Regions from separate parts of the Zea mays genome. Here region 1 is linked to region 2. The links are chromatin contacts, called in public Hi-C maps. All regions are on one chromosome and are shown on one strand. The core of a region is the stretch at or near the end of the contact, and the rest is flanking DNA. Distances in the headings are between cores, read along the strand shown. Region 1 holds the start of LOC100286100 (tsi1-interacting protein TSIP1). Region 2 holds the start of LOC100275573.

Region 1 (7,186 bases), core at 2,685-5,184, 250 kb after region 2:
ATAGATTATATCTTTAATCAATTTATAGTCATGGACATATTAACTTTGATTAGCAAGATTAATCTATTAAACATAGGTTAAATAAATATCTAATTATAAAAAATAGGTGATATGTTACAAATAATGTTGTTACTGCATAGGCAACTGTATTACAGAGATAACACAATTTGAACGGAGTAAAACGGAATAAAAACAAACAAGTTATGATTTATTTAAGTTTATGGAAATATTCTTATGCTAAGAATTGATTTTTTCGGTTTAAATTTTATATTTTCGATGAACCGCGGGTCCCATTCTGTAGAAGCTTAGGGACTTATGTGCTAAAAATAGGACCTATATGCATTGTTCTCTGAAATGTGTGGGAGGACGGGTTTATATGCATAAAACGTGGGGGCTCTTTTGAAAGATTGACAGTCCAAAGGGGTATCGTCCACACTGATCCGTCTGATCTTACCCCGATGGTGGGGATTAGATCAGACCGAGGTTATATTCCACTTGCGCCATGACCGCTTGATCAAAAATCAAGGGCCAAGATTGGACCACGACTTTTATGAACCTGTGCATGGTTTGAACCGTCAGATCCTGATACGAGGGCTCAGGGATCACGGCCGAAGAGGTAAGTATTTGATCTAATCACATTCGTCGTTTACTAGCTCGGTGATCCATAGGCCTTCTCTCCCCGCTGGTGGCGCTGCATGCCCACGACGGGGAACTCGCCGAAGAAAGTGATGTCGTGCTCCCACACCCAAAAATATGAGAATAACAGGTGCTACGCGAAGGGAAGGGCAGGTCAAACAGGCTGGGAGAGTCTCTTACCAGAATCAGAGGCGACAAACACCCTATTCATAGCGCGAGGCGGATCCGTGGGGTCCCCGAACTCCGGTGACCAATTGTCCCCCCCATCGATGATCTTGTCAGGTGAGGCCACATCCACGTTTGGCGGGATCACGCAATGCTCCTGGACCACCTGCTGGGGTTGGAGGGTCGCCAATGGGGTAGATCGACGGTGGCGGCTTCATCTTCTCCCCCTGCTCCGATGAGGATGCTCTCTACCCTCGGTTTCTCGCCTATGATGGAAGGCTAGCTGATGGGAAGAGGGGTCGTAGGGGTTCACATTTTATAGTGCCACGGTGGAGAGATCCCAATCGCAATGGCCTCAGATTCTTAGTGAGTTATTTGCTCGTGGAGCTCGTCGCGATGAAGGGAAGCTGACATGTCGGTCCCACGCGGTAGTGATACGTGAGAGCGTGTGGATTTCGGAAAAAGAGGGGAGGCTGGTTGAGCGGGGGCCCGCAACAACGGCACCAGGATGAGTCCGCACCCGCACGCGCTTGTGCGTGAAGGTGTGTGAATGTCTAGTGGGGTCCTCCTGTAGGCACAGATGCGAGAAGCAGACGCCCACAGCTGATAGACTGGCGGAAGGGGCCCGCCGGTTGGTGCTAGTTTGCTCGTGGGCTGGTTATTGTGGAGATGAGTTGGGTCGAGCAGTGCCAGGAGGGTTGGGCCTGCCAGGTAAGAATTCGGCCCAAGCGCAGGTAAAGGCTTCGAACATACCTCCAGCTGAATATATGGATGCATTAGCATTCAACTAGTGTGAAAAATTGTGTTCTAAGAAACTTTATATGTACTTTATTGACACTATTGTGTTATGAAAAGCTTTATATATACTTGTATGACACGACCGTAACCTTCTAATTGATGTGTGCTGCACTTAAATTGTGGTTTTATATTTGCATATGTATGTATTTACGTGTTTTTGGACATCAAATTATTTGTGAATATTTGATTATTCATTGTGCAGCGTAATTTGAACAATTTATAAATATATCTTATCAATTTTTATTTTTTTTTTGAAAACTGGACGAATAGGTAGCGAAAAAAATCGCCCGAGAAACGGTGAATCCCGCTGAGAAATAGCGAAATCTGGTAGATTCAAATTCGAAAACGTAAATTCAAATTTGAAAACGTAAACCGAACAGAAAATACGAAATCCGAGCGAAATTCAGTTATTTTGCATTTTCGCCGTTCGGCGAAAAACGGGTAAAAAAACGAGAAGGCTAACCTGGTCGGCACCGGCCCGCCAACATATTTGGCTGACCTGTGCTGAGTGCGTGACGAGCGCTAGCGCTAGATTTCAGCCCTATCAGCGCGCGCGTGGTCCAATTTCATATCCATACCGTATCCAAACCCGAATTCATTCACAGGAGAAGACGCGTGGTCCACAAGTAGCGCTAGAAGATTGTGGTTGTGCTGATTTCGTCAATTTCAATTTATGCCGGCCAAGCAATTATATACACGTGACTATACACATTTATAGTCTATTTTTTTTGGAAGAAAAGAATAGGGATTTAAGGTTGACTTTAATTGCCAAAGCAACGAGAGAGAAGTAGCATGAAATTTAGGTTGGAGGGAGTATAAGCTTATCGTACATGCATGTACAACAGTCGAACGGGGACCAATTGACCAGTACTATTATTTTATTTATTTATTTATTTATTTATGCTTTTTGCCCTGTGATTCATGTCATGTACACTATCATCAAGATTGACGGCGGCCATGGAATCGAACGTTCAACGTGAAAGCAACCTTGGCTTCAGTTCGACCATAGCCATCACAAGTCACATGACCCACACTGTGTATGTTATTTATCAGATTTGCTGCTTTTTTTTTCTCTTTCATCCAAAAAGATACTCCGTTCTTTCTCTTTTAGCCTGCGGTCTTTTGGATGCCATGGCATGCGCCGCCGCACCCCATGGCTCGCATTGGCACCACGGTGATCGTCGCTGACAAATCACGGGCACGCGCGGCCTAGCTGGCCGTCACATCATTTAATTTGACAGTTGGGCAGCCTGTGTGTCACTGTCACTGTCTGTCATTGTGAGGAGGCGCATGGATCCGGTGGCCACCCGGTCCGCTCCGCTCCGCTGGGCGAACGAAAGAACCGGCGCCGGTGGACGCAAAAATGCAATGCAGAAGCAGACGAACAAGATAAGTCGACCCAACCCTTTCCGATCTCAACAGGAATAGACACCACAAGCCAACGATGAGCTACTCGCAGATGGCCGTTGGTCCAATAATTTACATTCAGATTCTAGTCATTAGAAGTTGTTGCGGACTACTAATCACTTAGCGTTTCAGTCTATTTATATAAAAACTGTTTTTGGTGAAAATCATCTAAATCAATATGAAGCAGAATCGGTCGAGTCGTCGTGATAGTAAGACGTCGTGATAGAACGGAGTTACATACCACCTATCAACCAATGCTATAGCTCTGTGAACCAATACAAAATGTTCTAACCAAACACGAAACAACGTAATTAATTTACTCCATGAATCGATAACGGACAAAAAGACCAAACCAAACCGCACGATAGTCTTAGTCGTTGCTGCGTGCAGCTGTTCTAAATTATAAAATATTTTAGCTTATAGTTTTTTTACTATACATATGTATATATATACATTACGTATAAAAAAGTGTTAAAATATCTTTGTAAAGGGACTAGGGCACTAGCACAGCCACAGCCACAGGCCCACAGCAGCAGAGCAGCTGATGCTCAAACTGCCTAAGGAACAGGACTGGTGTTAGGCTATCCGCACTCATATAACTCTAAATTTCTACTTTAAAAAAACATTCCGTCCTTGTCAGCAAACTTCTTTACTCTATACCATAAATCTCCGCAGCCATGTTTACGCTATATCTCAACCCTATACTAACTACCATATATTATATTCTTTTTTCAATTTTTTTTATACACACTATACCTATGCTGGACCCGCCTCACACCTGCAGCCGTCCCACAGTTGAGCGCTATATCTGGAGTTTGAGGCTGCCTCGGCATTGATGCAGTAGAGTGTAGCGTCGGTTGCTGCAGGCTGCGAGTGCACGCTAAAGGGTATAAGGGGATTTTACCGTCCATGAGTGCGGACAGCCTAGCGCGATCGATCGAACCAGTGGACCCAGTGGGAACAGGAGGCCCACGATACCCTGCCTCCTGCCGCCCCGCCTCTCTCCTACCCGAAGCGAAGCGCCGGAGGAGTCCCTCCGTGCGATGCAGACGCCGGCGGCGACCATCTGCGGGGCCCACGGGGCAGCCTTCACCCCATGCCCCCGTCGCCCCACCCCTCCTGGAAGCCTCCGGAAGCCTTTCACTGGCTCTTCTCGGCGGACTCCAAGGCGCCGGCTCCTCGCTCCCATGGCCTCCACCGTCGACTCACCCGGGAGCTCATCCGACTTCACCAAGCGTATAGAGCGCGCCTGGCTAATCTCCCAGGTCCCCCTCCCCCCTTCCCCCTAATCGCTCTACTTCCGGGATTTTTGTTTGTTTGTTTGTTCGATTGGCCCGTTATGCGACGTGTTTAGTTGTTGTCGTTTTAGGATTGTTCCGTAGTTGTGGGTGTAGGCGCGTGGCTAGGTTTTTTTTCCCTTTGTGTAAGGTGTATGCTTCAACAGTGAACACCGTATCAGAGTTTGGGGCTTCGGACTTGTATGTCAAATGGGATTTCTGTGGCGATTTCGCGCGATGATCAACTGAATTCAATACCCTAATCTGGAAAATTTCAGTTAGAGATGACAAAATGCTGTTACCATGATGATTCAATGTCCAAACATCCATTCCAGCGCCACAGGTAGAAGATACCAGAAACAGTATCTACTCCTATAAAACACCAATTTTTCTGGTTCCTACTATCGCCCCTTTTGCAAAAGAGTCATTATACTTCTTTCTAATCTAACATGTGGTCATCTACGGAGATTCCCCTCATCTCTTGCGCCCAACTAACATGACTCCCCTGCATCTAACTTACTCACGCGGGGACGACGTTCCTCGACGACAGGCAAGGCCTATATGGCGGGTCGTGCACCGGTTGGGTGGGCCCTGGTACGCATATTCCTCTCCCTGTCTCTTTCTCGACGATGGGTGAGGCCTATACGGCAGGTCGGGCACGACGTTCCTCGGCGATGGGCTAACTTTTGGTGAGGTTGGTTTTGGTACAAATTAAATAGTTGATCCTAAGGTGGCTATCTACTCAATGTTTCAGTCAAAAAAGTATATACAATTTACAGTGTTAATCATGCATAATATAACAATAATAAGATTGTGTGTTGTCGCAATGCACGGACATTGTACTAGTATATGTAGATGTTGGACTCATAATCCAGTACAAGTCACTGTTGGTTCAAATGGCCCCATAGCATTGAGTGCATACATTCAGACATATAACCCAAACTATGGGGCCCCGTATAGAGCAAGCGACCTCAGGATGAGCTCCCGAAGAGCAGAAGCACCGGCAAATGCCACATTTGGCATCCCTCTTCTATCATTTGAAGAACAAACTGGACATTCAGAGAAGTTCCTTCAAACAACAGCAGCATTCTTGTGCTTCCAAACTTCCCAGTCAACAAGAATAACTACAAAATTGAATCCCTTGCGTAATATCTTGGCGACCGATCTTCTAGACCTGCACCACCATTCCTGGAAACGACATGTAGAGGTTGGATGTACCACTGCAACTAAGTTTAAATTCCGGAGAACCAAAGTCCAGACTTAGTTTTCTACAATTCAATACTTAAAAAAAAATTAGTATGTAGCCAAAGTTTGGAATAATTGAACCGAGATAATCCCAAAACGACACTTATTTTTGATTGGGGAGCTTCACTAGCTCTTCTAAGAAATTTGCGGAGAAGAGCTTCAACTACTTTGAGTATTCTGTTAGACACCGTTTGTGCTGAAATTGTAGTAAGCCACAATTCGTGGTAAACAATTTATTCACCATACTTGCGGTAGTTTGGTTTATATGTATGGCAGATGGGGCTAGAACCTAAGAAAGTGGCAATCACACATTTTATCGTGACTTGTGAACAAGCAATGGTCAATCTTGTGGTCTTTGCTTGTGTTCATTGTGACAAACCATGTTAGTCAACCAAACACCCTCTTAAGCTTCATTGAGAAGCCCAATGTTGTCTGTAGGAGCCTAGCTAACTCCCTTGAGAATTTGGGGGCAAAGGGCTTCAACTTATTGAAATTAAGAGAACATGAAGTTTCTTGTTAACCCTAGGACCCTGCACGATTTAAGAGAGTTTAAGCTACATGTTCGACTTGTGGGGAGTGAGACAACTCTCATGTGTTGCATTAAGAAGAAGACCTAACACATGCCAATAAAACCCCTGCTCTACCCATACACAACGGCACCACAACCCATATGAGAACGACCACAATCTGGGCCAGGCCTTAGACCTATGCTTTAGCGTAGGACAGAAGAGGAGACTTCTTTAAACCCAGCTTAAAATTCGCTACCATAGGGAGTCAAACTCAAGACCTGAGGAGTGCTACTCAGACCACATAACCAACTCAGATAGAGGTCCTTTCGATGTTTAAGCTACCTGTTTAGTTAACCTATGTATACCCTCCTTTTAACAACGCTTAGCTACTCTATCTTTTACCAATTTTGTATGTTTTTATGTGAAATTTGAATTTTTGTGGTTAATTAGGATTTAGGATTTGCTCAAAGGAGCTGTACAACTAATTTTCCCTTACGTGATAACTAGAGTATTGGTACTATTATTGTTTGGCAGAGCGTGGTGTTGTCTTCAAGAAGAAAATATCCTCACTCTAAGGCATATTTATATGCTAGGATTGCTTTTTTATTATCTGATTTATTCAGTTACCTGTGTGTACAAAATAAGGGGAAGTATTCCAAAGATTTGGAACAACATGGTGTTGATTTTTTCCATGTATGTGACATAAACCTGATTTGGAGAACATGGATTGAAAATGGAAATGCTACTTTAGTACTTCTAATTGGTTTCTTTTAGTTCCTGAAAGGTCTAACTAATAAAAATATATGCAATGTTAATTATATGATGTGCGCTGCTTAAAAGTTAAATTTGCATTACCTAGAAGGCTATGAATCAAATTTGTGGATGCCTTGCCCAATGGGCAGTTAAATAAAGATCCCAGTTTCTTGTTATTCCATCATCTGAGGCTGATCACTATTCAGTATTCACTAGAGACCATAGTTAAATTCGATCAGAAGTGGGCAGACCTAATCTTTATTTTATCTACAACAATGCTTTTTATTAGTGTGCAGCTTTGTCCTGCAGTCTAACTCTAACATTCATGATCTGGTGGTATGCAGCAACCAAGACCAGTTTCTTGCTCTTCCTGTCAATCTGCTGGCCACGTTGAGT
Region 2 (7,084 bases), core at 1,181-3,680:
ATTAGCTTTGTCCGAAAGGTCAATGCTTCTTGACATGAGATTCTTCGGCGCCTGCCCAGCTATCATGGCTGGCCATCTGTGTTGCTCAATTAACCTCTTAGGGGGCTCCTCTGAAGGTTGAGCATTCTCACAATGTTCACCAATGTTTTTCCTTCTAAAAGGACTTCTCTTCCTCTCCGTTAGAACACTCACTTGCCCCTTGCTACAATCCAAAGCCGTGACTACCTTATCATTTCTAGTAGTAGGTGCAGCCACAGATTCCGACTGGAAAGATGAAGACAAGTTACGCATTGCTGGCCACAAGCCATCAGGAGCCTTTGTGCTTGCTATACGCTTGGAACTCTTGTGTAAGTCTCTAGTGGTATCACGAACTGGTGTGATGGACCTTGACACAGGGGTTGAGGGTGTTGACACCTTAGAGGGAGGGGTTGAAGGTGTCGGCCTTCTTCTATCTGCAGACTGAGCTCTTTTGGGTGCTGGTGTGCCTTCAATTGCTGAGGTCTGGCCAAGACTTGGTGATGTACATCTTCTTATCTTAGTGGCATCAGCCAGATCAGTTTTGCACCTGGATGCAACATTCCTCACTCGGAAAGCATTGTGCTTCTCGGATGGAACTAGTGGTGGTCTTAGAGTCTCATCAACAAGATCAACCTTCTTTGCATGGCTCTTAATAGCATCCATGAAGAATAAAAATTTCCAGAACAAACCACATCAATATGGATCTCAAGAAACCAGCTTGCTGCAACAACCAATGTATACCTAAAGGCACACAACCAGACACCAAATAAATAGGTAAGCCTCAAATTAAGAAGAACGAACATCCAAATTTCAATTTGAAACAAGCAACAGGAACTTTCTGCACATAAGAGAAAACAACAAAGGGCACCAAATTAGCATGTACTAAAACAATGAACCCGAGTCATCCACAAGACTACAAATTGCAGGTGACTGAATTGCGTATAGAAATGAAATTTTACCGATTTCAGCGCCAAAACTTCGAACAGCTATAGCTAGTGCGGCCAATCGTGAAGGAGAGTGACTAGACAGAGGCTCGGAAACAGGGGAGGAAGGTGGCATCTGAATGTATAAATGCATTGTAGATCTACTATAAAGCATAAAAAAGATCTTTGGACAAATGGCAGCTGCTACATGGGATCGTACATCAATTGAGCAAGGACAAAGCACATAAACATTATTCGTGGAGATTCTGATGGTTTTAGAACAGACAGGACAATGCACATGCATGTGAGACGAATCAGTTTCCTAATAATTTCTCGCCAGAAGCAGCATGGGAAACAGGGACATTTTTTAATACTTGCCACTTATGAGCTATGCACATGCATCAAGGATATGCCCGCCATGACAGAGACAAGGGAAAAATATGACGGTGGAGTGGTGGACATAGACACATAGTACCAGCTAAACCGCCAGACTTCACTTGACGTTGCCGAGAATTCACTTGGACAAAATCGAATAATAATGCTAAAAATCGTTGTACCCAAAGATAGCGCACATGCTATCTGCAAAGTTGGGCGAATAAAACAATAGTTCCTTGAAAATTCAGACAGCAAGAGCACATTAAGTGCAGGGTGATTTAGTTTGGAATTCAGGATCTACCGTTGGGTTTTGGTATATGTTCGTTTAATTTTTTTTAAAGAAATAGCTAATGTGCTAGTGCGAAGCACCTAGTCTTTAAAAAACGCACTGCGGAGTAATTAAGCTTCCAAATTACCGAAGACACAAAGCACGAAGAAAAAAACAAATGTCGCAATTGGCAAGATTAACCTGCTAAACAGACAAGCTCGAGCCGTGTTCCAACGAACGAAATCACGAGTCACTCCATGCCAAAGTTCTCGGTACTCAACCGGTAAGACCCACCCAATCCGCAGCGAGAATCCCAAGTGGCATAGCGGAACCATTTCAGGGGGCGCCGAAGAACCCGAGGAGGAGCGGCCGGATTCACCGGAGGAGTAGCAGGAAGCGATCCAGAATTCCAAAACCACCTGGTCCCGCCGAGTTCGCGATCAACGGTAAGCCTGCCCAGTCAACTCTCCCACCCGCACACCCCGATCAAATGCCCCCCACACCCGGCGGGCAAGCTAGGCCATCCTGCTCCCCCAGCTCAAATCGAGGAAAAGGAAAAAAAAAAAACGGCGTGTCGAATATAGATCGGCGCTACGCACCAACCAGGTCCTAAACTCTAGTTCCGGAACTCAGCCAGCAAGCGCCAGAAACCTCCTTACCTCGAGCGCGCGGCCCAGCGGCGATCGCGCGGAGATCCCGAGCCGGTGAGGCCCTTAAATCCGCCGCCGCCGCGCCTTCAGCCTCGCAGCGCCGCCCGCCGGGTCGTGGGATCTCTTCGGACACGCCACGCGGACGGCGCGGTATCCCCGCGTTTCCGGTTTGGAGCTGGAGGAGGGGCAGAGGGGCGGGTGCGCGGCGTGGGGAGTGCAGCTGGTGGAGGTGGAGGAGGGAGGACGGTTGCCGCGGGCGGCAGGGAAGTAGAGAATTAAGAGGAACTCCCAACAGGCAACAGAGCTCGGTATCCTCTCCCAGCTGGGTTATCTAGATATAATTATCTTTTATTCTAAATTTCAAAAAAACAATAGCATTTTTCAGAATATAAATAAGATATATAAAGTATAATAAAGTAAAACTATAGAAATTAGTTTTTATATAAATAATTCTGTAAATAAAAATTTAGAGAATAAAAATTTAGGGCTCTCGTTCATGCTCAAGTGGAGGTCGCCGAGTTAAGGGCGACCAAACGGCTCTAATTGCGCCTCTCTTGTTAAGCTACCGAGCGGTTTTCCACTACGTGTCCCCTGGCGCGTGCACCCCGAGCGTGCGTTAGGCTTGAATGCCTGCCTGTCTGCGCCATGGCCATGGCCCTGTTTGTTTCGGCTTCTGGCAGCTTCTGGCCACCAAAAGCTACTGCGGACTGCCAAACGCTCAGCTTTTCAGCCAGTTTCTATAAAATTCGTTCGGACAAAAACTATCCAAAATCAACATAAACACATAATCGGTTGAGTCGTTGTAATAGTAGGAATCCGTCACTTTCTAGATCCTGAGTCATATGAACAACTTTATCTTTCTCCACACATAATCGTAATGATACTCAGATTCTCTCCACAGCCAGATTCTCCTCACAGCCAGATTTTCAGAAAAGCTGGTCAGAAAAAAGCTGAACCAAATAGGCCCCATGGCGGACCTGGAAAAGCCTGTGCAGCAGGGTGCAGGAAAGCTGGAAAAGGTCAATTCCCGGCCGAACGTTTCGCTGGTGCAAAAAGCAAATGGGCAGCCCTCGGCTTCGTTCAGCGGAACCGATCAAAGTTGCTGGATTAGCTCATCTGATCTTTGGACCGAAAGCAGATGTGCACGCGCAGGCCCGGGTCATTGCCGGCGCCGCCGCGCATGCCACGCCACGGTGCAGTGCAACGCAGGTAGCTCCCAGTCGCAGGCCTGAACAGTTGACCTAATCCCTCAAAGATATACATAAAAGTCGTGTTTCCAGGTGTTTGTTTTCGTTGAACGTTTCTTCAAGCCTTAACCCCGAGCTATCCAGGGCGTATAGTATAGCGTCCAGGAATAGCAGCCCTCGTAGCGAAAATTCCCGGTCAAACGCAAGCTCCAATCCACATGCATAAACTAGGTAAACCATCGACCAAAGCTGTCAACGATTACAAATTGAAGCTTATTCAACCTTCGCAATCACAACCACACTATTTTGAAAAGGCTTACTTACGTATTTGGGGCTAGTTTGAGAACTCAAATTCTCTTCATCACAGAAGATGATTAAAAAAGAAATTAGTTCACGACTAATATTTTGAAACGGATAGAGTATAATTTATTGGTGAAGTTTTTTTATGACCGATAAATATGCATGTGCGTTGTGGCGGGGCCAATACGTCTTGGTCACATATAAGACTAGGAGAATGCATATGCATTTTGGGGATAAGAAATGGGTTTGAAGAAACCATTTGCTTGGAATCCGACTCTATAGTGTCGCTAAACATGACATGATTTGTTGTAACTGATATGAGTATAAATCCTGAGAGGCATAATTACATACACAATAGGAAAGGGCACTTCCGACGTCATCAGCACCATACGTCGGATGTTTTATTTATTTTCGATGGCTTCTCTGCCAGTCGTCGGAGTTAAAGTTTGTGTTCGACGACTGCTAGACAAGCCGTCGAGGATAAGTAATTTTAAGGAACGAAGCTCGACCGTGCCATTTCACTTTCGCACGCACGCCTCTCTCGCTCTCGCTCATGTCTCGCTCGACAGCGCCGCCGTCACTCTGGTCACCATCGCCGCTCCACCTCGTTTGTGCCCCTGCTGCGTCTTCTCCGGCCCCTTCCGCCTCTACGACACCTGCCGCCTACGCTCACACTTGCCACCGTTGCCTCCGTCGTTTGTGTCCGCGCACACGTGCCGCTGCGTAAGTACTCTTGATCTTGTGATGTTTGCTAGTAGTTTTTTATGTAGAAATAAATGATTTATATGTTAAATAATATTTAGTATGTTATGTCCGACAAGCAAAAATTCGATTATCTAATTACATTAGCTTGATTTAGTTTATTTAGGCGTGTGTAGATGATTGATTTGACTGTTGTGATAGGAGACACGAGAATGCATGGTGATAGACCGTGAAATACTCCTCCGGTCTAAAATATAATTTGTTTTAGACTAAATATATATTAAATAACATATGTCTATATTTATTATCATCATTTATTTGAATGTGGGCGGAAAAAAAATAGAAGGTCAGAAAGAACTGCATTTTGGAACCGATGGGGGTAAAAAAAGAGACGAAAGATATTATTCCTCTTTAATATTAATTAATATTAAGTGTAGACATCGAGTGTAGATAGATACGGACATAAATGACTATAGGCTTGTTTGGATGTACGGGAAGTCCAAAGATTTTTTTTCCTGGCAAGAGAGAGTCGCGAGAGGTTGTTTGTCCACTTGGAATCACAAGAGCGAGGAAAAACACGAGGAACAAGATTTGAGTGTAGTCTGTTTGGTTCATTGTATAACTTATCATATTTTATTTAACTTATTTTATTTAACTTTTTTGTTTAAAGTTAGTTTTTTTAATTTAAACGACTAATCTTAGACAAAGTGTGACACAGTTAGTCACAAAACCAAAACAGATCATAAGTGGGTGTTTAAATGCACTAGAACTAAGGTATTGTTTGGTTCACCCAGTGGAGCGGTAATGTAAATGTAATCGGGTCCCGTTGCTAGTGATTACTGTGTAACGATTGACGTCTTTTGTTTGGTTGCCAGTCGTAGGGTAGGGGTATCCGATTGCAAGGGGTTCAGAGCGGTATTGACTTTGTATAGAGTGGTATCTAATTACGCCGTGACCGGATCACTAGAGGATCGAAACAAACACGAAGCAATGGAATACAATACGATCCGTAATCGAGTACTATTACAATATCTTGAACCAAACGCCGCCTAATAGTTAGCTGCCAATATTAGCTGAGACATCCAAACAGTCTAGCTAATAGTTCATCTATTATCTACTTTTAGTAAATTAACTACTAGTTAGCTAGCTAGCTATCTGTTAGCTAGCTAATTTAATTAGAAACCCTTGGGAAAATGAAAATCCGTTGGTAAAATGAGGTTTGCAAATTAGCCCTAACTATGAGCTCTAGTGCCTAAATATCTGCGTGCTCTTGGCAAATAATCCCGGAGCAGACAGACAGCAGTACAGTACTCGCTCAAGGCTGAAGCAGTGAAGCCCAACAACCGCATTCAAATTTGCGCACGCTCGCCTCGGACGTCGTCTGGCCGTTCTCTCCCGCCACCACCACCACCGTACCATCTACCATACGTGCCCCGCACCCGCAACCGAAAAGCGGGACCCCGTGGAGGCGTCCACGTTCGTCGGGGGCCCCCCAGCGCGCGGTCGCCAACCGCCACGTTGCCCCGCGGCGCGGCGTCCCCCAGCCCCATCACCAGCACAGCAGCGCGGGCACCGCCGTGGTCCGTAGGAGGGACGGCCGACGGCGGCCCCCACACCGCGCGGTCCCGCCGTTTGCCGGGCGCTTCCGTGTCCCGCCTCCGCGACCGCGAGCGGCCGAGCGCACATGGGGCGTGGCGTGGCGTGGCGTCTGGGGCGCACCCACCGACGCAGACGCAGACGCAGCCGGGAGCCGGCCTCGGGGCACGTTCTCGAACGGTTCGCGGTCGCGGCCTTCTGGCCTCCCGAGCCCCGCCGCGCGCGCAACGATGTCGTTCTTTTTTTTTTTTTTTGAGGACAAGCGCCCTGCGACTCTTGTGACGGAACGGGACAGCGACGACGACATGCGAGGTGCGTGCGGCGGGAGGGGAGCAAATCTGGCATGTGGCCTGTATCAGGGGGGCTGATTCGACTCGGAGTCATCATCAACCGGGGAGCTCCAAGTGACCAAGTAGCAGGGCAAATTGCCCACTGGCGTGATTGCTTTTTTTTTGTTTTGCAGTGGAGGGGTCGAGGAACGAACGCGCGACAGAGGTCACGAATCACGAAGATCATCGATTTGTCCAGGATCTAGGAGGATTATCCGTGATGCAATGCAACCATGCATGATCGCACCAGTGGTGGCTCCTTTTTTTATTTTTTTTGCCTTTTTTATTATTTAAGCTGAATGCTTATGACCAACTCCTCCTCATCCAGTACGCCATATACTGTATGATGTACGGGTGCATGCAGAAATGAATTAGAGCAGAAGCAACGTGCGCAACACTATGATTACGTGTGCTCATAATGGACGAATGCATGCTCCTCTAGCTTAGCGACGTTTCTTTAACGGAATGGGGTACCGCGCGCGGCGCGACACAGTAAACAAATCGATCACGAAGGCCGCAGGCAATCATCGTACGTTCCCGCCGCCGGCCGGTCGACCTCGACGCCACGACGTGCTACGCGTGCGTGCGTCTGCCGGCCGCTTCGCCAGTCGTCGTCACCGTCGTAGCTACCAGTCCAAGTACTCTAGTTACTTCCTTTTATGGGCTCCTTAGAGTCTATTTGGTTTGAGGAATGAAGTGATCCATCTTCTTCTCACTCCACACTTTTTTATTTGGT

What was found. Hi-C and Micro-C count contacts between places; a contact is called where the count stands out from the background.
Region 1: a Hi-C map of tassel shows a contact between it and region 2, with 5 times the contacts expected there. The contact joins the promoter of LOC100286100 here to the promoter of LOC100275573 in region 2. A contact is called at or near these places in 3 of 25 Hi-C or Micro-C datasets (leaf and tassel).

The regions. Positions count from the first base shown.
Region 1 is chr7:122,933,788-122,940,973 of Zm-B73-REFERENCE-NAM-5.0, forward strand. It overlaps LOC100286100 (tsi1-interacting protein TSIP1), which reads left to right and starts at 3,935. Exons shown (of 3, transcript NM_001158988.2): 1 at 3,935-4,271; 2 at 7,135-7,186. The coding sequence starts at 4,050. LOC111589723 (a long non-coding RNA gene) reads right to left here. Exons shown (of 2, transcript XR_002748811.2): 2 at 5,063-5,471.
Region 2 is chr7:122,685,612-122,692,695 of Zm-B73-REFERENCE-NAM-5.0, forward strand. LOC100275573 reads right to left here and starts at 2,431. Exons shown (of 7, transcript NM_001371678.1): 1 at 2,244-2,431; 2 at 1-759. The coding sequence starts at 681.